4 separate regions of the Sus scrofa genome follow, and all the other regions are linked to region 1. Evidence: chromatin contacts called from public Hi-C and HiChIP or PLAC-seq data. All regions are on one chromosome and are shown on one strand. Each heading gives the region's core, a stretch centred on a gene start, on an enhancer-like site or on the middle of the called end of the contact. The rest is flanking DNA. Distances are from core to core; before and after follow the strand shown. Region 1 holds the start of COX6C (COX6C protein). Region 2 holds the start of VPS13B (vacuolar protein sorting-associated protein 13B). Region 3 holds the start of STK3 (serine/threonine-protein kinase 3). Region 4 holds the start of OSR2 (protein odd-skipped-related 2).

Region 1 (2,909 bases), core at 347-2,846:
GATCTTGGATTTTCAGCCTTCAAAAAAAAAACCTTCTATTTGTGGAAGCCACCCAGTTTGTTGTACTTTGTTATGGCAGCTCTAGCAAACTAATACAGCTTCATTTAAAGATGGAGGAAAAGCCATCCGGGGCATATGAGGTGTCACACTGAGGTGAACAGTGAAAGAGTAAGAGGAAGAGAGCACATTAAAGAGGAAATTCCTTTTAAAAAGCTCTAAACTCTTTATGAAAATAAAATACATTTTCAAATTTAAAAGCACATCTTTGGACCATGAGCACAAAGTAAAAAAATCAAATATACATACCTTATAGAAAGTTGCAACCCCCAATGAGACAATGAATGCTCCAACAATATGAAATCGCAGACGCTTGGCCAGAAGGCCACGCATCTGAGGTTTGGTCAAAGAACTAGTAGCCATGGTAATTTTTCTCCTTGACAGCTAAAATAATAAGAAACAACTCTTAGGACATACGACACCTAAAGAATGCTTCTGCATAATACATTTTGTCACCTCGAGGCCCAGGCAGGAGAGCGGACCGACTACGCCCCCAAAGCCTAAGGTCTTTGCTGGCTTAGCCAGTTTCATCTCCAATACCCCCCGCCCCCGGCTGAATGAACATCAAATAATCAAGACAATCGCGGCCCAACACTAGCCAGGGAAGAAAAATGACAAAAACCTCCCGCAACTACAGTAAAAATTAATAGCAGCTCTGGACTGATATAAGTGTAAACACATTTCTGGCATTTACTCTATAAATTTACTACCAATTCATTTATTTAACCCTCGAGACAACTCTGTGGGGCAGTTATTCCATTTTACTGAGAAAAACGGGACGCATGAAGATTACACAACTATTTCAAGGTCAGGCGGTCAACGGCTAAGACTCGGCCGGGACCCCCGCAGGGCCTGCAAGGCCCGCTTTGTGACCCGCGGCGCGTGGGCCGGCTTCTGAGCTCTCCTGCGTGAGCCGCAGGGGCCGAGGCGCAAAGGCCGTGAGCGCGCGGAGAAGCTGCAGGAGGCCCACCGCTGACCTCCAGCCACAGGCACGGAGGCCCTCCTGCAGCTTCCCAGCTCTAATCACAAAGGCTACCGCAAAGCTGACGCAGGCCGAGTGCCGACGTTGCTCCTCACGCCTCAGGCCAGAATGAGGAAGAAATCACCCTCCCTTTTTGCGGGTGAAAACACTGGGATCAGACAGGTCAAAAGACACAACCAAGGTCACAATGAATGGAGAAAAAAACACAGCGAACACCGGGCCGAGCCGGCCGCCTCCGAAGCGCTCGGCGGTTCCTCTAGGCCCCCGGAGCAAACCTGACCCCTGTGGGTCCCCGCCGCCTGCCCACTTCCCCCCAGAAACTGCCACAAGAGCGTGCTGGGGTTGAAGCGGGCCAGAGGGCCCAAGTTTCCCGACCGCAAAAATGCAGAGTCACGACTCAACTCCAAAGCAGACCAAGGGCCGGCAGCGGGAGGCGGCAATAAGGTGAAACCAAACGAGAGACGCAAAAGTAACAGGACTCACCTCCACAACAACGTCCTTGCAGACTGACGGAGAAATGGACGGGGTTCCAGCACCGCGCAGGCGCAAAGATAAAGGAAGCAGAGAGGATCCCGCGACGGTGGCCGAAAGAGTTCAAAAGGCCTCCGGCGCGTCTCTCGCCGTTCACAGCTGAAGTTTTGTCTTTTTCCTGTACAACCTTGGATTTAAAGCTTGATCTTCCGAGTCACTTTCCTTGGTAAACTGGAGATATTGACCTTACTCATACACAGGATTGATATGAACTTATTAGGGAGTTCAAAGAGATTCAATATGTGAATTTTTAAAAAGTGTATCCTACAAAGACAGCACAAGTCAACCTGGGCATGGATTGCTCCAACTATGTGCACAAACCGACATTTTTATTATGATGACTACCTTTACACGTCTAGCCGCTTGTTTGAGTAACGAGACTGCCAAGTTCCAGGAGTTCACAGCCCAGCAGATGAGACATAGGTAAACAGATCAACACCAATTCCAAGCAGTGGAAGCTATCATGAAGATGTGACCCAGCTGCTCCAAAACCAACTGCCTGCTGGGCAGAACTGAGCAAGTTTTGATGGAAATATTTGTGTGGATTTTTGGTAAAAGACAAGTAAAGAAAGGCATCTGAAAGGTTATGGAAAGTGATATGTGAAAGAAAGTCTCTTGTGCCTTAGGGGTTTTTGTTGTAATAACCTGGATTTATACTGCATTATTTAAGTCATCTCAGCAAGCACTGTGAAAGTCATAGGGACACAAAAGATACATAATATTGATTCAACATATATTCAACATTAATTACTATGTACTAGGCTCTGCTATTATTAGGACAGACCGTCAAGGAAGTGGGCTTTTTGTTAGTTTGTTTGCCTTTTCTTGAGCCGCTCCCGCGGCATATGGAGGTTCCCAGGCTAGGGGTCTAATCGCAACTGTAGCCACCCACTTACACCACAGCCACGGCAACGCAGGATCCGAGCCGCGTCTGCGACCTACACCACAGCTCACGGCAACGCCAGATCCTTAACCCGCTGAGCGGAGGCCAGGGATCAAACCCTCAACATCATGGTTCCTAGTCGGATTTGTTAACCACTGCGCCACGAGAGTAACTTCAAGGAGGTGGTGCTTGTAAGGGAATCTTGGTCCTTCAATTTAACAGACATCCTGGGGAGTAAACCCCTTCAGCTACACAAATGGTGCTAATTGAAGGTCAAGTGGGTTTGTACATCAGCAACTTTTTTTTCAGGTTTCTTATTGTTGTTGAACCCAAGTTCATGTGCCTGAGGCACAGTGAGGCCAAACCTACACAGGTACAGACACAGACAAAGGTATCACAGTTTTCCTGCTTGAGTATAAAAACCTCTTTTTTCCCCTTTAATTTCAGGGTCACAGA
Region 2 (3,025 bases), core at 82-2,581, 750 kb before region 1:
AGCCATTAGATGCTGCTGCTTTTTTCCCCCCCCCTTCCTAACTTCCTCTTTCTCCAACCCCCTATTCGTCTTTCTTTTTGAAACTTAGGTCCTTATTTTCATTAACAAAATAGATCTAGGCCTCTTTCCTATCGCAGTTTCTAAAACTCTTTAAAGAGATAACAACTTGAATTCCAGTAGTTTTATGAATTTACTTATGAAGTGTTTTCAATTAAATGCAACAAAGGTGGATATTTTAATAACTTTATATGTGAAGTTTATTTTCAAAATGCAGTGGTAGGCGTCTTCTTTGGAGATTACTCAAAATAGGAAATACTGGTCAAAAATTACGCAGCATGGAGCTCCCGCTATGGTGAAAGGGGAAGCTCTAAGACGTAGGTTCAATCCCAGGCAGGGCACAAGTGGGTTAAGAATCAGGAGTTGCTGCAGCTGCAGCTTGGGTCGCAACTGAGGCTCAAATCTGATTCCCGGCCGGGGACCATATGCTGCGGGGTGACCAAAAATGGAAAAAAAAAAAAAAATAGAATGTCCTATGCTATCCCTTTAAGCCCAGTGTATATTTTTCTGATTTAGGTGTTTGAGTTCCTTTGTTACCTTGCAAGGTACTAGAAGAAAAAACATTTTATACATTCATTTCAGCCTAATAAAACCCAACACTGACTGTTAAAATCTCTCAATTCACTCCCTATCAGCTCTTTTTCATGCTGTTTCTAAGAGTCTCATTTTCTCTTTCCTTCTGCTATTCCCACCGCTTTTTTTTAAGTTCCACATATGACTGCAATCCAATGGACTTCCACCGTCTTGTCTTTAACCATTCCTTCCCCTTCCCGCAGGGGAACATTTAAGATACTTAACCACTCCTTCGCCAAAGTAAAAGAACGCGAGAGCCTGGCCACCCGTTTGGTAAAAACGCATTCCCCTACACTACATATCTCTTCAATTTCTCCTCTCCTCAGCCAGTGAAGCCTGGATCTCAACTTGCGCTCCCCCACCCTACTCCTACCGGCAACCTCATCGCTACTGCCTGTCCCTCTGAACCCAAGTTCTTCCCAGGCCTCCCGTTTCCTAAGAGAAACACTTGTTTTTCAGGGCCTTAAACGCTAGCACCCACTTTCTTCCTCTTCATCAGACCCCTGGCCCTGCGTGCCTCCTCACCCGAACCCTACCTCCACCACCCGCGGCCACTCTTCCCCAAGCGCCACTTCCGGATCTCCGGTGTCTCCACTTTACCGTTCCGCCCACCTCCCCGGCGCACTTCCTAGAGCTTTGTCCTAACCTCTAGCGGGGTCGGAGCCGAGACGCGGCCTGGCGGAGAGCAAGAGTCTTTTCCTAAAGACCCACTGACTGGCTTCTCGATCCTGAGAACTCCGTTCCCGCTGCGGAATCGAGTGGTGGACGTGGAGGGACAGCTTATTTCGAACACTCTGCGGGGCACACCCGGAAGTGGCGCCCTAAGGGAGCTGCGCCGCCGCTGGAGGCGGGTGCCAGGTACCGGGAGGTGGAGGAGACGCCACGGTAATTGTTGGCGTGAGTGTCAGGGGTGTAATACGACGGGAGGCCAAAGCCGGCCAGCTTCTGGCTCTGGTTCCATGGTGGTAGGTCCGGCTGGGTTCCGGGAGACGAGGGCCTCAATGAAGCGGCTGGGCTGGTTAAGGGGTGCGGCGGCCAAAGGCGAGCCTGCTTCACTTCATTCTCCTACTCCAGGGGACCCGCTTTCTTTAGGTCACCACCTTTTCTACCCCACTCTTTTTGCCAGGCGAGTTGAGGGAGTTGTAAGGAAAAAGAGCCTGGAGCAGAATCCACCTGAGTATTCTCTACTTCTTGGAGGAGGCAGCGGCCGCTTTGGTGCGGACTGTTGCTTTTCGGCCTCTTCAGCTCGTCTTGAGAAATGCTTTTTTCTTTGCTGCAGTACCAACTCAATTACCTCTAATGTTTCTGTCTTTACTCCCCTCAGCTTCTGACTTTGACGACTCTGTACCTTAAAGGATGTTAGAGTCATATGTGACTCCAATTTTAATGAGCTATGTGAATCGCTACATCAAGAACTTAAAGCCGTCAGATCTACAGCTTTCACTATGGGGTGGAGACGTGGTTCTCAGCAAGCTCGAGTTAAAATTGGATGTGCTGGAGCAGGTAAGCAGCGTAGCTGTCATTGATTGGAAGCATTTTCAGCTTGTTTTGAAGCCATCTGTTCTTTCCTGCACTTTGACTTTATGCTCTAAAAACTTAGTTTTTCTGCGGGCTACCTTGAAACTAGAGACATTCCTTTATAGAAAAAACTTTTTTTTAATGGTTTGTTGCTAGTGATGGATTGTTAGAATCATAATCCCACAAGTTGCCTCGACATATAGGAAAACAGTTTCATTGTTCTTGTCAGAATTTTTCACCCTGTTTACTCAGTTCTCAAGCATTACCAAATATGCTAATTTTCATTGCCAGGATTCTGTATGATGCTGGAAAATACTCTCTTTTTCCTTTTTTGGGAAATGGAAGGGTCTGAAAAACAGCAAGATCAGATCTTGAGGAAAGTTCTTTTAGTAGGAAAAATATTATTACCCATGGCATCCTCAGAATATTTGATAGACACAGATTGAGAATGCCAGCATAGTTGAAAACTTCTTAATCACTTTTAGTTTATTTTTTTAACGTGAGAATGGTCTGATGCAAATAAACTGTAACTTCAAAATTCACATACTTGTTAATTCATTTAGTACATTTATTATTAACATATGCCAGAGAACTATCAGGCTTGAGGATACAGAAATTATCCCTGGAAACCTAGAAGACTCAGAGACTATCTGTTGTTTAGGAGATAAGGGAAGATAATCTGATGGTGATGTTATGGATAATTTATATTCCACTGCTTTCTCTGTTACTGAATAATCTAGTGTTAACACTGAGAAATAGTATTCTTGGTTCCTTACCTTTCTTCTTTCCAAGGTTGATTGTCTTTATATTTTCATTGTTTTTTTAATGAGCACAAATCCTAAGTATACAGCTCAGTTTTTTGCATATGCATGTATAC
Region 3 (2,836 bases), core at 33-2,532, 940 kb before region 1:
TCACATGTCCAGTGACACAATTCACAACAGCTCACAGAGTTTCTATCTTTTTAATTATTTCATGTTCTTGAATATACCACCTTTCACTTAAACTCTCTAGGTATCAAAACACTCTAGTCCTCACCAAAAGCATCATCTGGGAGAGAGATTAATACTCTTATTTTATAAATGAAAAATGAAAGACTTAAATGTTTTATCCAATATCAGTGGACTGATTCATTGTTGGGTGTGGGGACGCACACTGAGAATAAATATCTATGGAAAGCCTTGATTTAGCTTCCCAAGAGCACTTCAAATATCAGTTCAAAAGTATCTACTGTGTACTCTTACACATCCAGTATATCAAAGAATAAATATAAACAGTAAATATCAAAGCATCACTGTTTTTACATGCTAAAAAAAAACAAACAAAAAAAACCAAACCTGTATGGGGGGTGGGGTTCTAATTTAAGATTTCTGTCTTGCATCCATAAATACTTTTGAACGTGTGGAGGAAGGGGGAGGAACACCTGTCAGTGCAGCACATCTACAATAAGTTTTACAGACACTGTAGCTAACACACTGTAGCTATTAATATTTAATTCCTTGAAGTGTAAGTAAACAGCCCGCTTTCTCAAAAAAAGGGGGGTGCATATTATGGAAAACATTTGACAAGAAAGCCTATAGTAAGAAGTCCAATAATTTCCTAGTTTTACGTCCCCCAGCTTCGTGAACTTGCCACGAGGGAAAACTCTGCCCGCCCCAGGAGTCCAGCCGCTGGGCGCCCGGCGCTGCCCACCGACTTTCCACGCGCTCCAGGCCCGGCGGGCCGCAGGGGAAACGAGACTCGGCCTCCCTCAGGGTCCCCTCGCCGCACGGACCGACGCGGCCCTACACTCGGACCGGCCTCGAGACCCCCGGAACTCCAGGCTCCCGGCCCGGCAGTCAGGGAAGGGGTCGCGATCCAGCCCGGCCTAGCGGCCCCCGCCCAGCGGCCGCCGGCACCGCCTCCCTCCTTCTCCTTGCTCCCCGCGTTCGTTACCTCTTGGGCGCCGGCGGCTGCTCCATGGCGGCCGGGGGCAGAAGGAGGGACCAGGTGGGCGGCGAAGGCCGGAGTCGGGCAAGGAGCCGAGGAACCGGCCAGCCGAGCCCAGGGAACCACAGAGGGAAACTCCAGGAACTCGGACCAACTTTCCCGTAACTCCGCGGCGGATCCCCCTCCCGCTTGCGAAAGCGGCTCCTCCCGGCCCGCCCCGCCCCTCCGCCGGGGGCCGCAGTCCTGGGAGGGTGGGCGGAGCCGGCCGCGGCCCAGGCGTGGTAGGCGGAGCCAGGCGCCGGGGAGGGCTGCCAGTGGGCGGGGCCGGGGGCGGAGGCAAGGGGCCAGCCACTGGGCGGGGAGGAGAGAAAAGGAGCTGGGATTGGAATGGGGAGAGGGTGAGGCCTAGTCGGGTCCCAGAGCCTCTGCTTGCTGGCCTGGGGCATTCCTTTGAAGTGGGCCAAAGCTGCCGCTCCTCACTTGCCTTCATTGCTTTTGCCCCAATCAGATTTGACTCATTTCACTGGATTTCTCAAGAATACCTCCCAAACATCTTCAGCAGCCTTTTGAAGTACTAGCTGCCGACACTTCCCTCTCTAGTTCTCTTTATAATTATTGGTTATGTTTTCCCCCAGCCATCCCCCACTACGAGGGGTGCTTCTGGAAGTTCTTGTTTGATTTTAATTGTGGACAAACTCCTCGCAATAATTATGTCTAATTACAAAGAAAATAATTACTGCAGTGAGATCTCTCATGCACTGGATTCAGTGCACTGCTGGCAAACCTGTCACAGATTATGGTACATAGAAAAGTACTCAAGAAGAGTTTCTTTCCTTCCCTTTTGCCACCCTCACCCTCACCTGTCCCCAAGACATTTGTAATTTGACTCCTTCATGCATCCATATTGTGTGTGTACCATTTAACCTTAAATTTCATCTATAGAGGGTTTTTTGTTTTTTTGTTTTTCTTTTCTTTTTTTTTTTTTTAGGGCCTCACCCACAGCATATGGCCAGGCTAGGGGTTGAATCAGAGGTGTAGCTGCTGGCCTACACCACAGCCACAGCAACACAGGATCCAAGGCACATCTGTGACCTTCTCCACAGCTCACAGCAACACCAGATCCTTAACCCACTGAGCAAGGTCAGGGATCAAACCTGTGTCCTCATGGATACAAGCCTGCTTCGTTAACTGCTGAGCCATAACAGGAACTCCTATAGGTATCTTTCTTATGACCTTACATGGTGCTATGTAATGACCTAGCTTGTTTTTGTCAGAAATTGTCACGATGAAGATTAAAACAAAAGGTATGAAGAGAATGTTGTGAACATTAATCCAAATTATACTTATGTATGGAGACAGTCCTCCTTTTACGTTATTTTAAGTTTTTTCTATGTAATAAAATTACATGATTTATTTTCAAACCATTTTATTCTCCCCCTAAACTTAAAGTTTGTTAAGGCCATTTCCTGTTTGTTTAGGTCATTTTTTAAATTATAGTTGATTTACAATGTTGTGCCAATTTCTGCTGTCAGCAAAGTGACTCAGCCATGTGTGTGTGTGTGTGTGTGTGTGTGTGTGTGTGTGTACACATACCTCTTTTTCTTGTATTATCTTATAATATCTATTATAAGACCATTCAACTCATTGTTGAAACCTAAAGTCAAATTCTATGGACAGGAGAGATTATTACAGAATTTATACTTGTTTGCATTTATTAAAGATCCACAGTCTAACAGTTCAGAAGTAACAAGACAATCATTAAGATGTCAAAGCTAGGAAAAACCTTCGAAATTACTTCATTCTGTCCCTCACACTCACCCT
Region 4 (2,700 bases), core at 193-2,692, 820 kb before region 1:
TTGGAAAGAAAAAAAAAAAAAAGATCTGCTATCTCTGAATTATGTTTTACCAAAGGAACGAAAAATTCTATCCACCTCTGCATAAATAAAATGGAAGGGATTTTATCTTAATAAAATAATATCCTGTAGCTTCTGCCTGGCTTCCCAGTCACTGTTTGACCTTTTGGCAGTTTTTTAGGCTTCTGCTTATATTTGTCCCCTTCCCCGCACGATTGAGATTATTTTAATTGTGCTTAGGAGCAGCACATCCAAAACCATATTCTGGCGGACCACCTCTGAACTGTGTACATCCGCTTGGCTCGAAGACCTGCGCCCCTCCAAGCTCAGACTTGCAGGGGGCTAACGCAAACCGCCTTTGGAGAACTCGTCTGGGACGAAGGGCATTTTACTCAGTGCTGCTCACGAAGATCTCATCTGGACACAGGCTTTTTAAGATGAGAGTATGTCATCCTCTTTCTGTCACTTGGTCCCCCTATTTCCAGAGTAGCTGAAGTGCGTTCTGCAGTTACACTCACACGGGACCGAACCTTTAGAAGAACCTGAAAAATGTATCACTACACTTCAAATTCGATTAAGTTTCCTGGCGAATGAACAATGAACCCTGTCTTTGCTAGGAATGGAGATGCACACGTTTGAAAAGCTAGAATAGTATTTTCCTAAATATTTTTAAATGATTGCTTTTCCCCTATTCCAGATGAATTCTTTATTGTTTGTCAATGGGTTGCAGATGCCCACCCCTTTAACCAAGTTAGCTAACTGCTTGTGAAATGTACATTGGCTGATTAAAGCTTAAATATTGGGAAAAAAATTCTCCTGGGATATTCTACATTGTCTTTGCAGTAATTACGAAATTAGTCAATTGTCACCTCTATAAACAAACTTCGTTTTGAAAACAACAGACGAAAGCAGACTATACATACAGTCGTAATTGACCAAAAGTATGTACACAACTGTATTTAAAATTAGGGGAAGGGTGATGTATGCTGGCGAATACAATCTAGAAGTGATTGATTTTTACCTACGAAGAAGATGGTTATGTTAAACGTGATTAGACGTGGAAATTAACGCGGCGAGCGCGCCAAGTAAAACTGCAAAATGCACTTTGGGCTTCTCTGCGGGGTCTTTGGGAGGCAGAAGGCCAGTTGTTCTGTTTCCAACATTATTAGGAAAAGTGGCACCGAGAAGGAAGAGGGTGGGCGTTGTGTTTGTGTGTGAGCTTTGAACTGAGTCACCTTGGCCATGTAACAGGGAAACCTCGAGCAAACCTGTCTGTGCCTTTAAGATTCAGTTGCTATCCAAACACAAGTAAACAGAGTGGACCATTAGCGGGCGCCCGGCGCGGAGGCGGAGCCTGGGCGCAGGGGGCCCGGCGCGGCTGCGGGACGCCCGCCCGAAGGGGAGGCGGGGCCGCTACTAAAGCCCGACTCAGCCCGCCGCGAGCAGCTTGGGGAGGGACGCGGGCGGGGACAGAGCTCCGTACGCTCGCTGCTGGAGGGTGATGGCCCTGCGAGGCTGCAGGCTCCGACCTTACCCGGAGTCGGCGGCGAGAGGATCGCAGAGGCGCGAGGTTCTGGGCTAGCGCTAAGTGCGAACTCCAACCACCCCGGGTCTTTACACATTCTGCGTCTACAGACTCTGACCAAGGCGACTCAGAGGATCCGCTCTGGTTTGAGCTGCTCGTCGTCCTCCAGATCATGTCCGCAGCTCCCTGGACTCCGCGCGGAAAAAGAAGTTTGTCAGGCGTGGACCCAATGACCTTTCCAAGCTGTGTGCCTCACTCTCTGGACCAGGTCTGAGTGGTGCTCCCCAGGCGGACCTTTCTGCTAGAGGTGAGTGTCTGTTCTGGGAACCGGCTGCAGCTGCCCTAAAGGAGGGAAGCTGCAGGGGGTGTAAGGGGGCGCTCAGATTCTCGGTCTGGTGTGCCGCGAGTTCAGACGTTTTGAAAAGAAATCGTATGCATGCACTCCAGGGCGTTGTATTTTTCACTTTATCGGATCCCAGGCACGCCGCTCCCAGCTAACACGCCACACACGCTTTCGTGAGCTGTTTTTAGGGTGCGTGTGACATTTAATCTAAGCATTCAGGAAGGCTTCTTATAAAAGCTGATCTACGTACGTTGAGATAAAACGCCACAACCTCATATTTTTCCTAACCCTACTGTGGGATTCCTGGTCCTCCCGTCCCGAGGCGGCCGCGGCAGCGCGGACCGGCCGGGACATAGAGTGTCTGCCTAGCCAGAGCGTTTCAAGAGGAAAGTAGTAGTTGAATCCTAGGTAATTCTCTAACCTCGTATTGGCCTTTTGATTTTCCTCTCATCCCTCCAGCCCTGGAGAAGGGGACAGAAGGCAAATTCCCCTGGGGTTTAAACGCTTGGATTCTTGAGACATGGCAACAGAGAAAAGAGTTGCCTTTGTAGGAAGAAGGGGGGAAAAAGGTGTTTGTTGGAGGGAGCGCTGGCTCTGTCTTTCTACCTGTTAGGAGGGAACAAAAGAGGACTGGCGTTTCCCAGGGCGAAACAGACAGCCACTTTCTCTGTTAAACAAACTGCAGTCCTGAGCAGAACAAGAAAATTACTCACGCAGGGGGGAGCGAGGGAGCAGAGAGAAACAGAACCCAGATTATGCGGAAGGCATCTTAATTTAATTAACTCCTTGGGAAGGCAGAGGCGCAGCGAAGGGGCAGGAACTTCGAAGCTGTTTC

Evidence for each region. A called contact is a pair of places that touch in the nucleus more often than the background predicts. HiChIP or PLAC-seq counts read pairs in DNA pulled down with a chosen protein or histone mark.
Region 2: a contact with region 1 is called in an H3K27ac HiChIP or PLAC-seq map of alveolar macrophages. The contact joins the promoter of VPS13B here to the promoter of COX6C in region 1. A contact is called at or near these places in 2 of 5 promoter capture datasets (fetal liver and liver) and 1 of 2 datasets of contacts at active chromatin or transcription factors (alveolar macrophages).
Region 3: a contact with region 1 is called in a Hi-C map of heart right ventricle, with 2.9 times the contacts expected there. The contact joins the promoter of STK3 here to the promoter of COX6C in region 1. A contact is called at or near these places in 1 of 5 promoter capture datasets (fetal skeletal muscle) and 1 of 47 Hi-C or Micro-C datasets (heart right ventricle).
Region 4: a Hi-C map of skeletal muscle shows a contact between it and region 1, with 5 times the contacts expected there. The contact joins the promoter of OSR2 here to the promoter of COX6C in region 1. A contact is called at or near these places in 1 of 5 promoter capture datasets (fetal skeletal muscle), 2 of 47 Hi-C or Micro-C datasets (heart right ventricle and skeletal muscle) and 1 of 2 datasets of contacts at active chromatin or transcription factors (skeletal muscle).

What each region holds. Positions count from the first base shown.
Region 1 is chr4:37,073,306-37,076,214 of Sscrofa11.1, reverse strand. COX6C (COX6C protein) reads right to left here and starts at 1,596. Exons shown (of 4, transcript NM_001097473.2): 1 at 1,523-1,596; 2 at 307-441. The coding sequence starts at 420.
Region 2 is chr4:37,818,647-37,821,671 of Sscrofa11.1, reverse strand. VPS13B (vacuolar protein sorting-associated protein 13B) reads left to right here and starts at 1,331. Exons shown (of 62, transcript XM_021090607.1): 1 at 1,331-1,515; 2 at 1,955-2,133. The coding sequence starts at 1,987.
Region 3 is chr4:38,010,248-38,013,083 of Sscrofa11.1, reverse strand. It overlaps STK3 (serine/threonine-protein kinase 3), which reads right to left and starts at 1,282. Exons shown (of 11, transcript XM_005655350.3): 1 at 1,022-1,282. The coding sequence starts at 1,047.
Region 4 is chr4:37,896,677-37,899,376 of Sscrofa11.1, reverse strand. OSR2 (protein odd-skipped-related 2) reads left to right here and starts at 1,442. Exons shown (of 4, transcript XM_005655349.3): 1 at 1,442-1,829.